Linked DNA regions of Mus musculus: region 1 is linked to region 2. The links are chromatin contacts, called in public Hi-C maps. All regions are on one chromosome and are shown on one strand. Each heading gives the region's core, a stretch centred on a gene start, on an enhancer-like site or on the middle of the called end of the contact. The rest is flanking DNA. Distances are from core to core; before and after follow the strand shown.

The links. A called contact is a pair of places that touch in the nucleus more often than the background predicts.
Region 1: a contact with region 2 is called in a Hi-C map of the N1E-115 cell line, with 13 times the contacts expected there. The contact joins two enhancer-like sites. A contact is called at or near these places in 11 of 484 Hi-C or Micro-C datasets (the N1E-115 cell line, cerebral cortex, cortical neurons and 6 more), 4 of 115 datasets of contacts at active chromatin or transcription factors (cardiomyocytes, embryonic stem cells and stem cell-derived neural progenitor cells) and 1 of 9 other capture datasets (embryonic stem cells).

What each region holds. Positions count from the first base shown.
Region 1 is chr19:42,790,938-42,796,929 of GRCm38.p6, reverse strand. The region is part of intron 11 of Hpse2 (heparanase 2); the gene reads left to right. Among named protein-coding and RNA genes, the nearest start is that of Hps1, 14 kb to the right of the region's middle. Within about 2 kb of position 1,494, at least 57 of the 459 cell types and tissues checked have an H3K27ac peak or open chromatin away from gene starts, as enhancers often do. A contact at or near this core is called in the N1E-115 cell line, where this site is marked.
Region 2 is chr19:42,900,456-42,906,546 of GRCm38.p6, reverse strand. The region is part of intron 9 of Hpse2 (heparanase 2); the gene reads left to right. Among named protein-coding and RNA genes, the nearest start is that of Hps1, 120 kb to the right of the region's middle. Within about 2 kb of position 2,131, at least 12 of the 459 cell types and tissues checked have an H3K27ac peak or open chromatin away from gene starts, as enhancers often do. A contact at or near this core is called in the N1E-115 cell line, where this site is marked.

The DNA of each region.
Region 1 (5,992 bases), core at 245-2,744, 110 kb after region 2:
GGCTTGGGATCTGGAAAAGTCTAAAGCCACTATGTTTACCCAGAAAGCCATGCTTCGAGGAAAGGCTTGTAGTATGGGAGGCCATTTGAGGCTGCAAGATAAGCTTACAGAGGTTTGGAAGTACACAAGTTCAAGGCTCATTTTGCCCTGGAGGTGGCAAATCTCACAAAGGACTAGAATATGGGACGCCTGTGGGGTGAGGAGAAAGGCCACAAAGATACACTAGCACTAGACCACAGAAACTGTTGAAATCCGGGCTAAATTTGATTTTCCTTCGATTTGTGTTTTTCTATATAATGTGTTTATTACAGTGTGTTTGGCCACACATTTGCATGCTCTAGTGACTTTTTTGGCTTGGTGGGCAAAGCCTAAGTCTGTTGTAATTAACTTTACATCACAGCGAACCATGCAGATATGAGTAATTCCCCTTAATTACCACTTGGTGACTGTGGCAACTGCTCTTTACAATGAGAATAAGACACAGTTAGCTGTGGAGTCATGGCGCTGTAGTTTCTGTTTCTGGTTTCAATTGTGTCCTGTGGTTTGAGTGTGATATGCCTATGACATGGAGCTTTGAGATGGTTGCAGGATTAAATTTTCTTTTAAAACTGCCCCCCAGATGAGTCTCTCACCAGGTGGAAGTCAGCAATATCAGTAAAAATCTAGGTTCCTTAGCTGGGTGCTCATCTTGTCTGCCATGTGTGCTAAGTTATTTTAAGGCATTGGATGCACATGGTGGAATCCGGTTGTGCAGATTTAGATGGGACACCATTCAAATCATGCCCCCCCCAATCTGCTACATACAGAAAAAGTCCATCTATATCCCTGGCACTGAACCTGTGAGCTTCCCCTGTGCCACGTGAAACAGTGCTAGTAGGCATTTGGAAAAGCTAGATCAAAGCCGTTCAGACCCTCGGTGTGCCCTTCATGGGCAGGATGCAGAGTTGGATGAGCTTCAAGCAGTAAAGCTTCACCCCAGAGGATTGAGGGGAACGGGACGGGACGTTTTCTTCCCAGTCTTTCCTGTCTCTTCTGGTCTCCTCTCTGTAGCAGCCCAGCCAGTCCCGTTCCTGAACTGCTGTGGGAGGAAAAAGCCAGACAGCTAAGTACGAACTACTGAGGATGAAGAAAGGAAGGGAGCCTAGGGAAGGAAGCGTTAGGTCGCAATTGAAAAAAAGATCATTGAGAAATAGGAGCGCTCCGAGGGGATCCAGAGCCTTGCCTGAATCAAAAGAATCATAAGAAAACTCATGAAGCCTTGGCCACCATCACCGATGCATCGGCATTACTCAGGGCCATGTGAAAGGAATTTCCTTTCCTCTGCCTCTCCTAGAGCAGAAGGGACGCAAACCCACGGTCCTGAAACCTGGCTGGGCCCCTCCGACTCTAACCTGGGCCTGACCTGGAGGAGGGCAGGGCAGCTGCACACACCAGTTTCCCAGCCCAGCTCAGGAAGCTGCACTAACAGGTGCGGCCGGGGGCGGCGGGGGACCCAGAACCCGGGAGAGCCTGGCGCCGGGGCCAGCGACTCCGCACCTGCGGCGGGATCCCCCTAGGCAATCCGGCTGGGAAGCTCTCACCGCCCAGGAACTGCATCCCTGCTTCGCGCTCTTCCTTAAAATTGGGCCCCACTCCAGACGGAGCCCCTGCCAAGGGGGCCACAGTGCAGTTTGGGTTTGGGTTTGATTGATACTAAGATTTGTTTCTTTGACACACTAAGCGCTAGGTACACCTCCCGGCCTTGGGGAGATGGGGTGAGGACAGCAGGGACTAGAGGACTAGTTCGGCTTCCTGGGAGCAACCCTGCAGTCTGACGCTCCCCTCGCTGTTGTATAGAACAAGAGTGCCCCCTAGTGGCCGAAAATTAGCGTCGGGCTAGGAGAGAGCAACTGTGCACATTAACACATAAAATTCTTATTTGTTCTGTCTCCTGACCCTACTCCTCTCTTGCTGTCAGTCGCATTATTTACAATCTAGAAGCCTACGGGAAGTGACCGGAAACCTATCTAGACCGACACGTTTAATGTCTGAAATCTAGACAGAATTCAGCTTCTGGACTTGCGGTCTGTTGTCCCCCCTTCTCAATTGTAGTTCTGACTTTAATGTTTCTTGTAATATAAGCTGTATCAGATGTGGATAGATAAGAGAATAAAGAACGTGATGGTCATCAGCCCTCCTATCAGGGGTGAGGACAAGCAGACAGAATTTTACAATCCAAGTCCAGGCCCAAGAAGTGCAAGGAATTATGGGACACTTTCGAGGGGCACTTGTACATGATATAAAGAACAAGCAAGACCATCAAGAAAAGAGTCAGGGGCTGGAGAGAGAATTCAGCAGTTAAGAACAGGTTCTGTTCTTGCAGAGGACCCAGTTTGATTCCCAGCACGCACGCTGAGTAGTTTCCAATCTCCTGTAGCCCTGGCTCCGGGGACTCCAATGCCCTCTTCTGGCCTCCATAGGGGCTGCATTAGTGTGTAAATATCACCCCCTCCATGCACGCAAAAATTGAAAATCAGTCTTTAAAGAAGACACAGCAGCATGTGGAGGAAGTTCCAGACAATGGAAACAGCAAAGACAGAAGAGCCCTGAGATTAGAAAAACTAACCAGAGAAGTTGCAGCACAGGGCGAAGGAAGTGGTAGACAGGGACTAGAAAGGGCGGAAGTTAGAATGAGCCTCTAAGGAGCTGGAGGTGTTGATAAAAGGGCGGGCTTCGGGGAATGCAGATGATGTTCTAGAAGCCAGTGAACGTTTAGACAGGTGAATGGCACGCTCAGATTTCTGTTTGTTCAGGATCATTCTAAATTAAATAGTGAACTTTGCCTTAGGCTAGCTGTTAGGTCTGGGCAGCCTGGCTGACAAACAGGACAAAGGAGACCTCAGGTTCATCCGATCTATCTGTTACTCCATCCTCTGGAGAAACCTAAACTCAGTGTCTAAGGTAGATCTGAGGTCTTTTTCATCTTCCCTTCAAGGCCCCCCAAAATGCCAGTCAAAACCAGACACCAGCTCCGGAGTGTGCTTCTGTTAAAAACAACCCCATAAAAGCATGCGCAGACACAGAGAGAGACAAGGTTGCAAAAGGATACGGTCGTTAGACGTTCTATCCTGGGACCTAAGAAGAGTCAGACCCCTACTTAGACGCTCATGACTACTGAGAACCATAAGACGTGAGGAGCAGACATTGCAGGCAAGCAATGGGGGTGGAGTGGCCGGGCCACGATGCTCCCACGAAGAACTGGAGGGTCAGAGGGCTTGACTCTGAATTGACACATAGAATCCCATTTCAATTAACACATAAAACTGAGAAAACAGGTTTAGAAATTGGAAAGTAACTCAAACTCTGTAAAAACAAAAGGCAATAAAACACAGTTGTCCCAATATTTGGATAGTTTAGATACCCTCGGCAATTCACGGAAACTGGGAATCTAAGAGAGATAGCTCAGCTTTGGCTGGGCCACTTAGTGTTCTGTTGAAAAGTCATGACCCATGGAGGAAGATGGTGATAAAGACAGGATGATAAGAACGGCAAAGAAAGAAATGAGATCTGGCGAGCACCACCCGAAACTCAGGCAGACAACATGAAATAGGAGGAGGCAGTCAGCGACAGCCCTGGCTTACCTGCTTATTAGTTCTGTGACCCTGCCGATGCCACTTAACCTCTCTGACCAGGTCTCAGTGTGCTGTTACAAAAATAACAAAGTTTTCATATTGCACGGGGGCTTTAGCCCTGTCACGAAGGGAATCCCTGCACGTACCAGGCCTGCCTCTTCCTGGCTCTGTGACTCAGATAAGTTTTAGGCCCTCTAGACTTTGTTCATGTGGAACACAAGGCTGCTGCATGCCTGGATTGAATGAGCCCAGGCAAAGCAAATCCAAGAATCCTGCCTTTCACACCAAAGTGTTTCACAATCCATGACCCTTTCTTTCAGCACTGATTGGATTGCAAACGTGCCGATTCCTCTCTGTATACAGCTGAAGGACGGTGTTGCCTTTAGCATGATGTGATTTCACTGGGTGATAAATATTAAAAACAAACAAACAAACATAAGCAGAGAGAAGAGGACAAAAGCGGTGCTAAAGCACATTGTCCCTCTCTTAACAGAGGAAAAGGATAAAGACTGTGAGGACTCAAGGTCTCAAACAGCCTCGCCCACAAAGCCAGGAGACCTCCATACAGATCTCTACTCTTCATTTTTCTTTCTTCTTTTCTTTTCTTTTCTTTTCTTTTCTTTTCTTTTCTTTTCTTTTCCTTTCTTCTCTCTTCTTTTCCTTCTTTCTTTCCTTCCTTCCTTCTTCCTTCCTTCCTTCCTTCCTCTCTTTTTTTTGATGAAAAACACTAGCAGTGATCAATGCCCTCCCATCAAGTGGGAATAAGGTGTCTGGTGAGTGTGAGAAACATCGATAATTCAGATCTTATCTAACATCTCCACTGAGAGGCAGAGTAATTGCTAGTTAATAGAATCTATGAAGGCACTCTCTGCAAACCTCCAGGGAGCCTCTCTAGGGCACAGAAACTAATGGGGGAAGCCTAGAAATTTTGCAAAGGGTCTCAAAGACCATTTACTTATTCCTCCCAAAAAGAAATGTTGATTTCCTGCCTTACACCTCCGCAGCACTGTGAGGGACAAAGCCACGAATCACTCCACATAGAGAAAGGAGGGAGGGCGAAGCTAAGAGAGCCTCATCCACGGGTTAGAAAAGGAAACAGCCAGGCAGACCTGAGGACCCCTCACCACCAGCCTGAGAGTGGAGGACGGGCAGCTGCCCAAGGACCCAGAAACAAACTGCCAGTCAGTTGATTTGCACACACTGGAGGGGACAAATGCCGAACCTTCTCACACCAGTCTTTATCATAAAGTCTCCTCCTTGGGCTGGAAAGATGGTTCAGTGGTTAGTGGTGCTTGCTGCTCTCCCAGAGGACCAGCTTTGGTTCCTAGCACCCAAATCAGGCAGCCCACAGCCAGATGTAACTCTAGCATCACTGATACTATCAGCCTCTGAGAGCGGCCCACACACAGCATGCTATAGATATGTATTCACATAAGTAAAAATGTAGTTATCTTTTCAAGAATGGCAAAAAAAATGTCTTCCCAAAATAATAATAATTTTATAACAGTTTTAAGTGAACCTGTACCTTATTAATCTCAACCATGGCCCCTGAGTATTATTTATTTATTTATTTTGTTTTGGGGGGGTTGTTTGTTTGTTTGTTTGTTTGAGACAAGGTTTCTCTGTGTAGCCCTGGCTGTCCTGGAACTCACTTTGTAGACCAGGCTGTCCTCGAACCCAGAAATCCGAGTGCCTCTGCCTCCCAAGTGCTGGGATTAAAGGCGTGCGCCACCACCACCCAGCGGTCCCCTGAGTATTTTAATCCCACTGTACATACCTGCTTAACACTTTCCTCTGGAAAAAAAAATGTACTCCATCTATATGTAAGGCATTTTAAAAATTTTAAACCACCTCTGCATATGTATGTGTTGATGACATCCACACATTAACTGCTCGTACCCCACCTGCCCCTGCGGTCCTCAGCTGGACTCAAGCCTGGAGTTCCCAGGACTGAAAGTAGAGAAGTAGCCAGAGTCAGTGTCATACGGGAGGGGTGGGAGGTGCCAGGCATGAGGTGCCAACAGAGGATCTATAAGCAGGAGGCACAGAGGCATGCTACGAGAGGCAGGTTCTGGGCCGTGGTGACAGGGATGAAGGCGAAACACAGCAGACTTGGCAAACATTGAAGGAGGAGTGGGTTTGACTCTGTGGCATTGGCTGTGGGGGCTGGGGAAGGCATCTCAGAAGAATCCCAGCTTTCTACTTGTGTGACTGGCTAAATAGCGGCTGCCACTATCATAGATGTGCTTAAAAGTAGAAATACAGGCAGGGTTTGAACTGGACCATGCGCCTTTGAAGCTTCTGTGAGGCTGCTAAGTAGAAGCACCTAAGTCCAAAGGAAGGGCCTGGGTGCAGATATGGCCTCGGGAATCAATGACTCG
Region 2 (6,091 bases), core at 882-3,381:
CAGCGCTATTTCCCTAAGTGCTCATGTAGGTGTCTTTGTTATGCCTGAGGCAAATTCTGCCCTTGACTTGGGTCTGGCGATAAACAGGAGCAAAGGAGACAAGCTGGTGCAAGATGGGTGTTGGAAGACTAAACAGGCCTCCTTTCCAGGATAGGACCACCTGGGTATCTTACCACGCATCTGTGTGACTGCCCAGGACCATGGCTTTGGACACTTAAGACACAAACTTTCATGGCTTTATTCTCCCCAAATAGGAGTAACTGCCCGTTACTTTCTTTAAAAGCAGAGCACAGAAATCCTCAGCTGACACCTGATGGCCCCAGAGCTCACATAAGCCTCTAAGATCCCTTAACTGTGTCCAGGGATGCAGCACAAAGGCCCAAGTGAGCGGGGCAGCTGCAGGTCCAGAGACATGAGGCTGTGATAAGGAAAGCATATGTAAAAGCGCTCACAAGGTAGCAAGCTCCTTCTTTATCTCGCCTCATAGCAAATGCTGTACCTTATAAGTAGAAAACTCCACAGCTGCGAGAGTGTCCTAGTGTCCCCTGGAAAGAATTTACAAGACAGGCCAGAATTGCTGACTGGGCCCAAAGATGGGGAATGGAGCTGGACTTGAGGATCATATTGGTCACCATGTCAGACAGCTGTGGAACTGATAGCTAAACAATGCCAGTAACAACCTGTGGGCTTTGTACCATGCTGCTTCTTCAGGAGAGTTTAAGAGATTAGAGCTCTACTTAATTGTACTTGAGTTTCTCCCGGAAAAATATGGTTTTTGTACTCCCATTCATTCAAACCCAACTTAGTATATTTCAGGAAAGAATCTTATTAGCAAATTTTTTCTGCTTTGCTGGTGCTCTTGAGTAAATCCAGAGATGGCAAGCCTCTGGGCCTCAGGGCCCCTCAGGCCACGTCCCACACCACCCTTCCCCCTTGTCTTTAACTTTTCACCTTTCCACTGTCCCGCTCTGGCAGGCCTGTTCCAGTAGTACCTGTCAAAGGTAAGAGACAATAGCAGGATAGGACAGCACTGTGAACATGGTTTCTAGGAGTTAGGGTGAGGGAGAGAAACAGAAGATTTTAGGGCAGGGAAACTATTCTGAATGATACTAAACAGTGGGTTGCTTCTGTGCCAATCCCAAACCACAGAATGGGCACCACAGATAAACCCTACTGTGAAGTGTGGACTTTCCATGTCACTGATGGAAGGTCACCAAGTGTGAAGGCTCCACTCTGACACTGATGATGGTGAGAGCTGATGATAATGGAGGAGGACTTGAGGACAGCACCTAGGGGCATCTCTGTATCTGTGGGTCCGTTTCTGCTGGACCTGAAGTCTTCTCTTTTACAACAAAAGTTCAAAAAGGTGGGGTGAAGAAGGGAAAGGGGGAAGGCGAGGAGCAGAATGAGAATGGTTCTACTCTGCTGTTTTGCTCAGGAAATAACTTTTCAGCCACATCCCTTGTTCCTCTGTAGCTTTCTGCTAGCAAAGTGGCACCTCCTTCTGCCGTGAGCCTGTCTTCCTGAGGAAAAGAGCACATGTTAGTTACGCCATGCCCATGTGTTGTCACAGGCTCCGCCCTTTCCCCTGATGACCTGCCACTGGGAAAGAAGGGACAAGTGAGTCTCCACAGCTAAGCAATCGGTTGTGAGCTCCCTCGGGAGTAGCCGGTGTTTGTGTACATTCAGTGGACAGAGGCCAGACCCACCAGCCCGGGCACTTCTCCTCCAAGAGGGTTTTGGAATTCAGCTTGTTGCTTTTTTTAAGTGTGATTTACAGAGCTTTCAGGGAGAGGAATGGGGAATTACTAGTCAGCATCTTCCTAGCTCCCACGCTAGGACAGCAAAAGGAGTCTTCACACAGATATAATTCAATTTAGAAAAGTGAGCTCGGAGTTCTATCACCATTGTGTGGATATACATATAAATAAGACATGGTCTCCCATCTGCAGAGTTAGTAACCCACTGTGTGTTTGCGAGACTACAGCTCAGTCTTGCTTAGAGACCAGTGTAAAGAGCTCTATCAGGCGTGTAACATGTCCAACCTGGCCATAGTGGGGCAGCTGTGTGCTAGCAGCACTCATCTCTGCTTATTATCCTGATGAGTAACAGCAAATACTTGACAGCCCTGTGCACATCGGTAGAGCACTCTCTGTCTACATTGTTCTGGAGTATAATTGTCAGTCATGGGTTAGAGCACTGCTCAGAATCCTATAATGAAATTAAACCTATGGTTGCAGTCACCATAGCAACATATTCAGAGCCAAACGGTCACTGTTCAGATGTCATTTAGCTTTTGGAATGAAGCTCTGCCTTTTACTATTGCCAGTCTGGCATACTTGGCTAGCCTGTCATTTAATTCTAAGAACACGCTTTTTGTTAAGGAACCCATCTTTCTTTTTCCCCTTTTAAGATGCTGGAGATGGTTACCCCTAGGCACAGCATGGCTTAGATGCAAACACGGGATCCGCTCAGGGTAGCCTTTCTTCAGGAGAAAGACCTCATCACAAACCCACACCCCAGTGCCGCTGGATACACTGAGACTTGAACCACCCAGCCCGGGAGCAGCACAGCCTAGGCCTGAGACAAGATTGGTGGGTCCGAGCTCTACCATTAATGAAGTGTGTCTTTGGGTTCTGGCTTCCCTTTGATTGAGCTGAAGTGAGGATAAACTACCTCACCTGTGAACCTCCACAAGTCATTGTCAGTATACTTTAGAGAATCATTTAAAGCATACAATTTTGATTTTGCATTTACATGAAGTATGGAAAATTATTGGATGGGACTATATCTCAGAGCGAGACAATTGCCCGCACATTTTATTCCTTCTTTGTAGACCTCTTGTTGCTGTAATCAATAATACTGCTTTTTTTTTTAATCTGAAAAAGGAGTTCTTTATTTTTAACGATTGTGGCTGAATTAAAGTCTGCCTTTAAAATATCCAAGTTAATATCAATCCCCACCTCTGTATGTTCCATTTACTCCCGGGGACTTATCACACTCGTCATATCACATATCACATATCACACTCGTCATATTGCTGAACGCTGTGCTGGAGGCAGCACAGTCTGACTTTAAGAAGCTGGCACCACAGATACAAACAGATGTTAAATAGATTAAAAGGGACCATGGCAAAAGCCATTTTAAAGGATAGGAAAGAAAACAAAAGTCTGACTGATGGAGGCAGCAAGGATACCCAGGAAGGGTTTTGGGAGATCCTCAGCAAGTGGCCCGTTTGGGCTGGGGGAAGAGCATCCAAACACAAGCAGTAACATATACAGAAGCACTCGATTTCCAGTGAGTCATGGTAGATGGATTATGAATAATTATCACCAGCAAGTTTTTCCCATTGCTGTCCCATGGCCACACAGGGTGTGTGAAATTGAAGAACTCAAAAGCTAAGAACCTGGGGGTGGTGTGGCAGGGGAGGAGCAAACCCAGACACACTAGCCTATGACCTGTTTCTTAGTGTGACCTTTCTTCTCTCTCTTTTCTTTCCCGTGGGATCCATCAGGAACATGAAAGAATCCAAGTGTACCTGTTTAGGGATAGCTGTGATGTGAAATTCAATCCTGTCATTAGGGGCCCTAACAAAGACTTTTCCATGTGTAGCCTTCTTTGTGGGAGCCTACTGCTGCTGAGAGAAGGGCAGCCTTGGCTGTGGGATCAATCGCTGGAACCCAGGCTGCCTCCGTCCATGGCCAGAGCACTGGGCTGCATGCCCAGTGAACAGGACTCGCTTCTTTTCTCCTCTGTGTCTCTTAGCCCAGGCTTTGAGCTCAGAGCCTTGTCTGACCAGGCAGGCCGCACTTAGCCATTGATGCCTTTGCAAAAAGCTTCTCTGATTATTATTCTGCCTTCCCTCATCTTTTTTCTATTTATCGACTTGAGCAATATGCACAGTATGTCAACAACACACACTAGTGTTTGTAACAGCTCACCCCTCTGGGATGTACAAACAGCTCTGAGTGTGGAGCAGATGAGGCTCAAATGCAGCACTGTGATTTTCTAGTCACATGAGCCTGTCAATGGCTTTTGTTTATGAAGTGACTTTGTAAGATATAAAAGTGAAAGCCACAATAATAATTCTTAACAATAACACGAACATAACTGAGAATCTTTGAATATTTGTATAGATCTATGGAAATGGATTCAAGTAATGATGGATAAAATATGAAATGTAAATTTTTAAAAATTAAATTGCCAGAAAACTAAATGAAGAAAAAGGAAAGCTGCAGTTCCTGAATTTGAGAAGAATTGACTGCAGATAGCTAAAGATAGCAAACTAAATATTCTATATTTTCCCTCCTGCAAAGATGCTGCCTAACTTTCCCAGTGAAAGCAATCAAGGCCTTGACAGGGCTTCAGTGCTGAATCTAACACCTTCATGTAGTGTTTATGCATGGCCCAGTAAAACCTGGAAACCATAAGATGTCACATCAAAGTGCTAATGGTGGCATATTATGTAAATCACTGAGTAGCAAGAATTGAGAATCTCACTCTGCCATCGGCCATTTATATTGTCCCAGATTGCAATACTGGAGATCACAGCTCCTGTAGACTGTGTAGCAACCTAAGTAAATCAGAGAGAAGTGACCGCGGCATCACTGTGTCTGAGCTCAGGACATGCTGTGCTCCTGGGAAACAGCCTGCATGTGAAGATGAGCAAGGTCGGCTCAGGACAGAGAAGAGCCAGATCTTGCCTAAGCTGCTCAGCTTACCCAGACCAGAAAGAGAGAGGAAACAAAGAAAGATATAGAGGGGGTGGGGGAAGGGATAAATACCCTTTAGAGGGTTAGAAGGCTTTCTGGTGAGTGTCACAGACAGACAAACTTAAGGTTATTTCACCAAAGACACTGCTGTATTTATGACAGACAGCAATTCTGGAACCAACAAGAAGTTCCTGATTACTGACTGTTAGAACCAAAGACAACGTGTCCTTCTCTTAAGTCTGTTTCTGTGATTTAGTATATATTAGTTTTAAGTGAAAATTCTTTCTAAAAATAGAACATCTCCGGATTCAGCACTCAGCACACACATATGCACACGCGCATACACATGAATATTCATATGCACACATGCATGCATGTACATACATGCATAAAAATTAGGGCAGAGCTGGGCGTGGTGGCACACGCCTTTAATCCCAGCACTTGGGAGGCAGAGGCAGGTGGATTTCTGAGTTCGAGGCCAGCCTGGCTACAAAGTGAGTTCCAGGACAGCCAGAGCTATACAGAGAAACCCTGTCTCGAAAAACCAAAAAAAAAAAAAAGGGCAGAAAGGTGATTAAAGAAATGGTAATAAAAATGTGGGAAAAGAAGTAAATATAAATTCTGGTTTTGAGTTATTTAAGTATACCCCACAATTTATAAATTCTCAGAACTCTATCACAGCCATCAAATACTTCTGTCACTAACTTTGAACTCTTGGCATTATCTTAATTCATCTCAGATTTGGTTTTAAGCACAGCAAGGACTGAACAAAATACAATGTTTTCACTTATTCTAGACATTAGAATTAGTGGAATGGAGGCTGTGGAGGGTGTGGTTATGGAGCCTAAGAAGTCACTTAAACTGCCTACTTCCTATGTGACTCTTCTCATTCACAAGAGACCACTTCTCAATGTCATGGCCACTCAAAACCAAAGTCTGTGAAATATCAACACGACGTACGCTCAGCAGGGAAAGCTACATAGTACACTGAACACTGAATTAGTGCGAAGACTCTTTACCCTAAAGGCCCTTTAGGTTTATTTTTTCCTGCTGGTAACCTAGTTCAAACTTTAATAACTGATTTAGAGAGCTCCCACAGCCACCACCACCACCACCAAAAAAAAAAAAAAAAAAGCTATGAAAGCAACTTAGGCATCATCATTCAATAGATCCATGAAGTTTGCATTTTTTTCTCTCCCAAAGTTTTTCAGAATTGATTCTTCCTAGAAATGGGACAAGCTGAGTTCGTCTTTCTATTTAAACAGGTATTGAATGTGCAGGGGAAGAGAAGGACACAGATACTATTTCACCACAAAAACAAAATAACATTGGAGGGTGTGTGTGTGTGTGTGTGTGTGTGTGTGTGTGTATGTGGTGTG